Linked DNA regions of Pan troglodytes: region 2 is linked to region 1. A link is a contact called in public Hi-C data. All regions are on one chromosome and are shown on one strand. The core of a region is the stretch at or near the end of the contact, and the rest is flanking DNA. Distances in the headings are between cores, read along the strand shown.

Region 1 (4,981 bases), core at 1,094-3,593:
GTGCTTTATGGATATGCCACTTTTGTTTATCCATTCATCAGTTGATGGACATTGGGTTGTTTCTACTTTTTGGCTATTATGAACAATGTTGCTCTTAACATTTATGTATACATTTTTGTTTGAACATATGTTTTTAATTTTCTTGGGTATCTGTATATAAATACATGTATTTACATATAAATAGTACAATTGCTGGATCATGTATATATATATATATAAAACGTATATATGTAATTCCACTCCACTATATGTATATATCCAATTGCACTATAGTAAAATATATATGCAATTTATATATAATTATATATGAAATAAATTTATATATAAATGGAATTGCTGGATTATATATAATCACGTATAATATATGTATAATTATATGTAATTATATATGTATATATTACATATATAAATAGTGGAATTGCTGGATCATATATATAATATATGTAATAATATATATGATCCAGCAATTCCACTACTTGTATATAAACATGTAATAATATATATATGATCCAGCAATTCCATTATTTATATATGTATATAAATTTATATATAAAATTTCACTTTTATATATATATTTATATATAGGAGTGGAATTGCTGGATGTTATGGTAACTCTTGGTTTAACTTTTTTGAGAAACTGTTTTCTACGGCAGCTGCACCATTTTACATTTCCACCAGTAAAGTATGGGGGTTCCAGTTTCTCTACATCCTTGCCAACACTTGTTATTATTCATCTTTTCTATTATAGTAGAGAAGGTTGTTGAAGGTTAGAAAAATCAAGGAAAGCTTCATGGAGGAAATGGAACTTGGCTTGGGCCTAATACGTATTCAGTTTATAGATGGACAAACTGACACAGTTGGAGACAAGGACTAGAGAAACAACTGGATGGGTATAGATTTCTTCATTCTTTTGTTCATTTTTAAAATTACTTACTCAGTCAATAAATATTTATTGAGGCAGGCACTGTTCTTCATGAAAGATTGCTGTCCAGTTCCCTGACTTGATCTTTGCAGTCAGTGAAGCTTTCTGAAAGAGTAGACCACATTTGCTATTTCCATTCTCCCACCTTCGTCCTCTTCTGAGTTCAGTAAGGTCTGGCTTCTGCCCAAACCTTGGCTTTTGCCAGGGTAACTACTGATCTTCCTAGTTGGACGCTTTTATTTCTTACCTTCCTTAACATCTCTGCTGCATTTGACACCTTTGATTACCTTCTTGAGACCGTTTCCTCACTTGCCTTAAGTTACACCATGCTTTGTTTTGTCCTCCTCTTAGCCAATGCACAGCACTTTCTAATTATTTTTCCCCCACTCCCTTCTCTCCCTTACATCTTTTGTTTGTCAGGGTTCTGTTTCACCCTTTTTTGTCCCACTTGTGGTCTCCCTGGGCAGTCTCATTCATTTCCTCACTTGTCACCTATGTGCTCACTACTTCCAAATTTATAGCTATTCCTGAGCTCCAGACCACTTAGCCATCTGTACGCTGCACATCTCCAGCCAAGATGTCTCACGGCTACCTCTAACTTAGTATAGCAAAACTGAACCTGTGATCTTTTACCCCCTTTCTTTTCCTTTATTCCCTATAACCATGAAAAGACCACCTCTAGCCATATTCTGAGGTAGAAATCCCTGAGTCATTTTTCTTTTTTTTCAAGGCACAGTCTTGCTCTGTCACCCAGGCTGGAGTGCAGTGGCACAATCTTGGCTCACTGCAACCTCTGCCTCTCAGGTTCAAGCGATTCTCCTGCCTCAGCCTCCTGAGTAGCTGGGATTACAGGCACCTGCCACCACGCCCGGCTAATTTTTGTATTTTTACTATAGACAGGGTTTCACCATGTTGGCCAGGCTGGTCTCAAACACCTGCCTCACCCTCCCAAAGTGCTGGGGTTACAGGTGTGAGCCACCGCACCTGGCTGCCTGAGTCATTCTCTATTCTTTTCTGTCCTTCACATGCATGTCACAGTTCATCTCACATTTCTGTGTAGAGGGCTCCATTTCTCTGCATATGGCATTACCATTCTGCCTGATGTATTCCAATTCAGATAAACATAAGCTCCTTTCTCATGCTTTCCCTGAGACCCCTGGTGTGGACTTCTCTAATGTTCTCATAATATCTATGCATCTCTCTATGATTATACCATGTTATACTCTGTGTGGCCTTAGGCTTTGTGAGGAGAGGTTCAGAGTAGGTTTTGCTCTAGAGTGTGGTCCTTACTCCTAAGGTGAGGCCTTTCTGGTGTCTCTGCTGGTGTATGGCATTAATGTGATTGCTTCACTCTTCACTCTGGCAGGGCCAGAGTTCCAGCATGCTCCTCTTGCCCCCCTAGAGGGCACTGCTTGACCTCTAGTGAGTCTCCCTCTCAGCCCTGTAGCATCTACCATCTAGTTAATAAACATCATGTGGTCTTGCCGCATGCCTTTGTAGTCTAGCCACGGACTGGCAGGGGACCCTCCCACTGGACTTCTGGGGCCCCCTTTCTTCACAGCTCCTTCCTCTCAAATTCTTACCCCTCACCTTCTAGCCAAACTCACATCTCCGCTTCCTGGGCTCAGTGAGACCCATGTGTTCTGTTTGGGTTCCGGCTTCCTATGTCATGGTTGGGAAATTGTCCCTTAACATACAGCTGGGCAGTTATGGGGCTCACTTCAGGTTTCCCTTCTCAGGATTGCAACCTTGCCCTGCCTGTTATCTCCTGACTAAAAACAGTTGGATTGTATCTTCTGTCCAGTTTTGTAGTTGTTTACGGCAGGACGGTGAGTCTGATATCAGCTACTCCATTATGGCTTCGAGCAGAAGTCTACTTTAATTAGTTGTTTATGTGTCTGTCTACTCCATGAAACGATTTTACTCATAGTTACATCTCTAGCATCTAGCACTATACCTGCTGTAGTAGGTAGCAATAAAGGTTTGTTGGATTAAAGATAATGTACCTTGGAATATACATGTTAGGGAACATTCTTTCCTGCTCTGTTTTTCAGCCTCAGCCTGTTAAGTGGGCACTTCACTCCCCAAGAGGGAACAAGTTTTGGGGAGTAATTTTTGCTATATCCTCTGCCTTTCCTCCGACTCACTCCATGAGTGGCAGAGTGATTTTTCTGATTGATGAGATTAGAAAAGAATCCTATTGTATGGAGTGGCCAGTCTTGAGGATTTTTTTTTTTTTTTTTTTTTTTTTTTTTGAGATTGAGTCTCAGTCTGTCACCTAGGCTGGAGTGCAGTGGCACAATCTTGGCTCACTGTAACTTCCACCTCCCGGGTTCAAGCGATTCTCCTGCCTCAGCCTCCCGAGTAGCTGGGACTACAGGTGCATGCTGCCATGCTCGCCTAATTTTTTGTATTTTTAGTAGAGATGGGGTTTCACTGTGTTGCCCAGGCTGGTCTCGAACTCCTGAGCTCAGGCAATCTGCCCGCCTTGGCCCCACAAAGTGCTAGGATTACAAGCACGAGCCACCACGCCCGGCCCAGTCTTCAGAATTTTTATGTCTTGTCCCACTTCCATGCTGTAGCCGGTCTGCCCATGCCAGGTCAGCCTGCATTTTGTCCAGTTAGGTAAGTTGAATTCAGTATAGGAAAGTATAAGAAAGGCCATTTGTGATTACACATCTCAGCCATGTTCTCCAGTCATCCTTATCACTTACTATAAAGATAATATTTTGATCTTCATCTGCACCTAACTGACATGCTTTGTATTTTAATTATTCCCAAACTCTGGGTGGGAGAGATTAATTATCACCCTCAACCTCTACAGAGACTGCAGATGGGACAAAATCACCTCCTGCCTTAGCAAGAGGTCTCTTTACCACTAGTTGCCTTTTTTTGTTGTTGTTGTTCTCATACCTGCCTGTATTCCTGAACCCAAGTAAGTGTCCCTGGCAGGAAAAGGGTACCTGTAGGCCTTGCCCTCACTTGACTCGTTTGCCCTTACTTTGAGGGCTGTAGCCTCTGTTGTACCAGTCAGAGCCAGTGGTGTCTTTTTCCTTTAAGAGAATGGTATATTTTGAATATGCATTGGTCTTGATCTTCAGGGGAAAAGCATTTTCAGGAGACTTTTTAGGTGGCATTATATCTCTACTCTTCATGTATCTGTTGGGCACCCAAATTGAGGCAGATGACTAATGGAATATATCTTACAGCAATGAGTCTTCAACAGGAACTTTCTCCTGCCAAATTGTCCTATATTCTTAACTACATTGCAGTACAGGAAGGTAATAAATTATTAATCCTAAATCAGTCTCCTCAGACTGTAGGATAATGACTTGAGTACATGTCACTTGGGGGAAGGTAGAGTTTTCTGGCTGTTAACACAAACCATGCAAGGTTTTTGATTCTAAAATTCAGCTAGCATTGAGCAAGTCTATGGTATCTTGTTATATCACGATTTAATTGACATAAGTAAGGCCAATCAGAATTTGCTAAAGTTGGTCTCTCTCTCAGTGAAATTAAATCACTGTGTCTTGCTTAAACACTTTAATGAAAGATAATCATCTTAAATCCTACTATCTTGGAAAACCATAATTTTGGTGGGTTCTTTTTGCCCTTTAGAAGACCTGTGCAAATATAAACTTACTTCCCCATTTGTGTGACAAAATGAAGAGGGATGAGAAAATTAGCATAATTGGGCAGTAAATCCAACTCAATTTAAAAACTATCTTAAATTTATTCTCCTCAGGAATTCCTTAAGGGAGGAAATAATAAAACAGCAGAGGAGTTTATAAAAACAAACAACAATTGCAGGGCCGAAGCATAGCCTTTTGGCTTATTTTGGAGATTTTATTAAAATCTCAGTAATTGGAACAGCTTCCAATTCAAGGCATTGTGTGAAACTGGCAGGAACATAGTCAAGAACTATGTGTGTGGTTAGTGTTTGGACACTTTTTAATTTTTTTAAGCCTCAGCTCTTCCCTGTGCACACCTATTTTCAGATGAACAGTAGTGAAGGGTTTGGGTCAGAATGGATAGCTCTTGATTTGAGGACCTACCTTT
Region 2 (5,291 bases), core at 2,329-4,828, 94 kb after region 1:
CACGGTATTCTTTCTGGTTTGAGTCATAGAGACTGGCCTTGGTAATCTCTGCACATTTCCCAATACTGCCCTCTCTTATGAGAGTTCTGGCTTTATTTGAAACTGCTGCTGTGTCAGAGAGGGTTGTTTCCTTGAAGGGGGAAACCCTTAGCAAGGTGCCTCATGATATCTGACTCCATATTCACTCACGTGCTGAACTGGTACGTAATAGCCCAGTACCATCTTAGGTCTTAGGTTTAGAAAACTAAATCGTTTTTACCAGAGTCGGAATTATTGTGTGATGTTGTGATTCCTGGAGTCCACTTTTCCACTTCTGTATTTGTATTTGTAGGGTGTTAGAACACCAACCTTACAGCTCTCTGCGATGCAAGAAGGAGACTACACTTACCAGCTCACAGTGACTGACACAATAGGACAGCAGGCCACTGCTCAAGTGACTGTTATTGTGCAACCTGGTAAGCTCCAGCCTTGTGGTTCAGGCTCTTCTATTGGTGGGTCCATTTAACCTTGGGGGAAAAGAGTGTTGGGTTCTGAGCTGTATGAGGGTAGAAGCAGAAGGCACCGATCCATAGAGCCTCTGGTGACTTCTATTGTTCCTTCCCCTTGTGCTTTCTTCATAGCTAGAGATGAAGGATACTTCCCAGCCTCAGCTTGTGCCCTTCCCTTGGCTTGTTGTTGGTACCTTCAAAGAGACCTAGGAAATAGAGTTTATGCCATCCCAAATCCTAAAAAGTAATTGCGGTTTTTGCCATTCCTTTCAATAGCAATTACTTTTGCACCAACCCAATACCACGTCCTTTAAGGGCCTGCTTAAAACTGACTTCCTCAGGACAGCCCTGTCTTGTCACTCAAATCCTTTCATTTGAACTCCCTTAGCATTAGAGTTCAAGTTTAGTATGGCATTATAACTTCATTATGTTCTATGTTTCTGTCAGAATTGCTTGATATGTTTCAGTCTTATATTCTTTATTGTGTGCTCCCTGACGGTAACCACATCTCCCACAGTATCTGACAGTTCTGTGGCCTGAGAGGCAGAGTCCATGGCTTCCAGAACATGTGTCCCAATTGGTTCCTCTCCTTTCCCACCTGGACTGGCTGCTTTTGACCTCTAACTCTTTGTCTTCCAGAAAACAATAAGCCTCCTCAGGCAGATGCAGGCCCAGATAAAGAGCTGACCCTTCCTGTGGATAGCACAACCCTGGATGGCAGCAAGAGCTCAGATGATCAGAAAATTATCTCATATCTCTGGGAAAAAACACAGTGAGTATTGACACAAAATCCTTATTTTTGCAAAGCCTCCAGACCTTGGAAGAGCAAGGTTTTGTTTGCTATTATGAGTTGAGTTGCTCTTATTGGCTTATCCGGTGGGGTGACTGAGGAAGAAATGTTTGCAATTCCAAACTTCAACTCCAAGAAAATGATATTATAAATAATTTTTGTAAGAAAAAAAGAATGCTTGCCATCAACTAGTCCCCAGGTAGTACTGTGTGATCCTGGTGCTTTTGCAGGTACAATCCATCTGCTGAAATGCAGAGTTTAATTATACTTGAGAGGCAGGATGGAAGGGGTAATGGAGCAGAAAAATACTGTTGCTCAGAATTAACTGGGTAAGGCTGGCACGGGGGATGGGGCAGAGCAGCTATTAAGAGAAATTGAAAATACATCCATAAAATGAAAGCATTACTCTGTTATTGTTTTCTTGAAGACACCATTTACCAATTAAGTTAGCCAGAGGCCAAAGGCGGTAATCAAAATAATTCTAATTACATAGAAATTACCTAACTGAACCATTCTTAGTTCCTATAGTTTCTTTTAGCTCCTTTAAACCATAACTAATGCAACTGAAATTATATGCAGGATCCCACAAGTAGCAAAAGAATTCTAAGAAGAGTTAAAAGTATTCTCTGTTTCCAAAGGTAGCAACCATAGGACAGCCTGGGTTTTTTTTTGTATTGTGTTTGTTTGTTTGTTTGTTTGACAAAGGCATTGGAGATGGGTGGAAAAGAACTTTAATTTGACTATACAAATGACTTGCTTTTGAGATTGCTGAGTTGGAATCTAGAAATTATTTCCCTCAGCTCTTGTTTTTATCTTTTGTAGAACATAATCTTACCCAGCCCAGGGTGTTTTTAATTATAATTGTTTATTGAAGATATGGCTGATAGACCTTTTAGCTGAGTTTTATTAGTGTTTACAGCAGAGATAATGCTTAGCATAGCTTCTTGAAGGAGACTGTGCTTCAGGAGGAGCTACCAGGATCAGAGGCTGTAACTTTAAAAGGCAAAACAAAGTAAATCCTGGATGTCTGCAGATTTCTCTGGCTTTCCTGTAGTTAAAAGCTCTGGGGCATTTTGATCCTTGAGCAGAGGGCTCTCTGGCTGTGTGCAGCCTCAATGTTGGCACAGAGCTCCCTTGGCTGCTGCAGGCAAGTCTCTGAGGCCACAAGGGGGAAGAAGGGATGTAGGGTGTCCTAGGTGCTTGATGGCCCCTGTCCAGGAGCTGGAGGGAACTTTGCTTATAGAGTTGCTACAAACAAGATGATTTTGTCCTGAGAGTTCCTCTGCAGTCTTGCCCCATTTCCTTTCCTTTCATCAGGAAGGATTTGGGCACGTGATTAAGAAATGCATTTTGCTTCCTTGCTGGCAAGAGCCAAACCAACTACTGGGCCAGAAATGCTTTTTAGAAACATCACTCTTAAATCATTCTTTTGATCAGAGACTTGCTCAGAGAACTTTCTTCCTTTTACAAACTAGAATGGTAAAGCGTTCAAGTGTTCTAGAAGCTCATATAAAGGATAAGGCTAGAGGTGTTTGAAAGCTATTTGAATTTTCTGACCAGCAGGCAGCCTGTATTTTGAGGCCAGATGACACTTTGTCCAATTGAAATATTTTTAAACATGTCTTGTCAAGGTCTGGGTAACAGTAGTTCGTGTCTTTGCTGAGGGAGTCATTGTCTCCTCCTGCTAAGTTAGGGACAGGACAGCAGCAGACAGGTACAACTCTACCCTCTAGTTTCTCTTTTTGCAGGGGACCTGATGGGGTGCAGCTCGAGAATGCTAACAGCAGTGTTGCCACTGTGACTGGGCTGCAAGTGGGGACCTATGTGTTCACCTTGACTGTCAAAGATGAGAGGAACCTGCAAAGCCAGAGCTCTGTGAATGTCATTGTCAAAGAAGGTACCTCTCTGCCTCCAGTTTGTGTAGCAGCCTCTTAGGGTCAGATAGCTGAAGAATTTATCCTGTCATGTTTGCCTGCAGAAATTGATTAGAGATAGCAAGAGGTGGGTAAGAGGGTTGGGGTGAGGGCAACTGTTATTTTCTTTTCTAAAACAGCCTTTAATTGGACTGTAAGGTGAATTTTAACTTCCCTCCCTCCTCCTGCTTACATCTTCCCTTCCCTCTCATCCCCTTACTTTCTTTTCAGTCCTCCCTCCTTCCCTCCTTACTTTATTTCTCAGTTGAATAGGGAAAGAATTAAGGGTTCTATTCTTTGCATTTTTATTTTGCCCCTCTGCATTGCTGAGACCTGGGCCGTGACTCCTGTTAGCTACAGTGACACCTGCTGTCAGGCTTGAGAATGACGGCCGCACTACAGCTGACTATGCTTGCCCTGAGCCTTTGAGCTGAGGCCAGCCAGAGGCCTTGCTCTTTACAGGCACAGTGACCAGTGAGAGCTGTGGGAGAGGGCCCTAAGTTGATAGCAGGAAAAACCATCAGATATGCAGACCTCCAGACATAAGATACCAAGCTGAGTAAATACTGCACAGACATCTGAATATACAGAGCTTCACGTGGGGCTCCGAATAAGAGAGGTAGCTCTTTGTTTTCTCTTGTGAAGTTCCAAGGAAGGGGTCCAAAAAGATATTCAGAGAATAACATTTTAAGATATTTTGAAGGAGAATTTGCAAGATCAGCTAGGTGAAACCTAAACTCCAAGGTTTTAAGCCAGTTTGGGCCGTTATTTCTGATCATCACATACCTCCAAAGCAGAGAAATGGATTCCATTTGGGAAGGCTACTGGGAGAATATGAGAGGAAAGCACACTCGTCCCCTCTGTTGTACAGTGTTAGAAGAACATTTCTCTGGGTAGGACTGGAACCTCAGGACTGCAGCGCTGGTAGCTTTCATCTACACTGTTGGTTGGTGGCAGGGACAGGCACTTAAAAAGGTTCTCCAGTTAAGGTACTCTTGATGTTTTAATTTCCCCATAAGCATCATGAAGAAACATTTCTTCTTTTCCAGAATGTCACATTATGTCAATGATTTCTTTTTGATTAGAAATAAACAAACCACCTATAGCCAAGATAACTGGGAATGTGGTGATTACCCTACCCACGAGCACAGCAGAGCTGGATGGCTCTAAGTCCTCAGATGACAAGGGAATAGTCAGCTACCTCTGGACTCGAGATGAGGGGAGCCCAGCAGCAGGGGTAAGTGTGCTAGGAGCTGGAGAGCTACACAGGAGTGGGGAGGAGGAGGAGCCACGCATTCCAGTATATGCTTTAATCAAGTGGCCCCTTATATCAAACCCAGATTGTTCTCTGAAATCCAGGGAGGTGAAGTGACTTGCTTAGGGTCATTCTGTAAGCTAGTATAGCACAGAATGGGTTTCCCTTCCCTGATCCTAGCAGTTGTAGGCTGCGATGCTGTTCTGTATCAGGAACTGCCCGAGGTTGAAACAGTTCAGCCCTGAAGGGCCTAGTTATGGTGAAAGCAGCAACTGACTCCAGGAAAGGAATGGCATTTTGTTCTGTAACATAGCCATGTTGTTCAACCCTACAGGAGGTGTTAAATCACTCTGACCATCACCCTATCCTTTTTCTTTCAAACCTGGTTGAGGGAACCTACACTTTTCACCTGAAAGTGACCGATGCAAAGGGTGAGAGTGACACAGACCGGACCACTGTGGAGGTGAAACCTGGTGAGTTCATTTAGTGATGAGGCTGAGTAGAATTGCTGAATCAGCCAATCAAGGCCTCTATCCTGAGACCCCCTTCCCCGAGCATGGACAGAGCCAGATGGCATGTCCATCTTTAAAAATAATCGAGAAACCCCAAGCTGAAAAATCCATAGAGACCGTCTGTTCCAACAATACCTCCTACCCATGCAGAAATACAGACCTCCCCCTATTCATCTCAGATGGAGAAACAAACTCAGAGAGGGCAGGACTTGCTCAGTGTCACACAGCAGTTGTGTCAGAGCCAGGCCTTTGTGCTCGTAGTCCAGCACTTTCTCCTCTCCTCGTGACTGATGAGAGAGGGCTCAGAGTGCTTGGGAATCTGAGCATGGGAAT

The links. A called contact is a pair of places that touch in the nucleus more often than the background predicts.
Region 2: a Hi-C map of induced pluripotent stem cells shows a contact between it and region 1, with 3 times the contacts expected there. The contact joins two enhancer-like sites. A contact is called at or near these places in 3 of 7 Hi-C or Micro-C datasets (blood and induced pluripotent stem cells) and 1 of 1 datasets of contacts at active chromatin or transcription factors (stem cell-derived excitatory neurons).

Annotation. Positions count from the first base shown.
Region 1 is chr1:195,441,803-195,446,783 of NHGRI_mPanTro3-v2.0_pri, forward strand. The region is part of intron 2 of KIAA0319L (KIAA0319 like); the gene reads left to right. Among named protein-coding and RNA genes, the nearest start is that of KIAA0319L, 13 kb to the left of the region's middle. Within about 2 kb of position 2,344, at least 5 of the 24 cell types and tissues checked have an H3K27ac peak or open chromatin away from gene starts, as enhancers often do. A contact at or near this core is called in induced pluripotent stem cells, where this site is marked.
Region 2 is chr1:195,534,108-195,539,398 of NHGRI_mPanTro3-v2.0_pri, forward strand. KIAA0319L (KIAA0319 like) reads left to right here. Exons shown (of 21, transcript XM_024357827.3): 11 at 332-455; 12 at 1,128-1,260; 13 at 3,027-3,175; 14 at 4,277-4,428; 15 at 4,781-4,919. Among named protein-coding and RNA genes, the nearest start is that of KIAA0319L, 110 kb to the left of the region's middle. Within about 2 kb of position 3,579, at least 5 of the 24 cell types and tissues checked have an H3K27ac peak or open chromatin away from gene starts, as enhancers often do. A contact at or near this core is called in induced pluripotent stem cells, where this site is marked.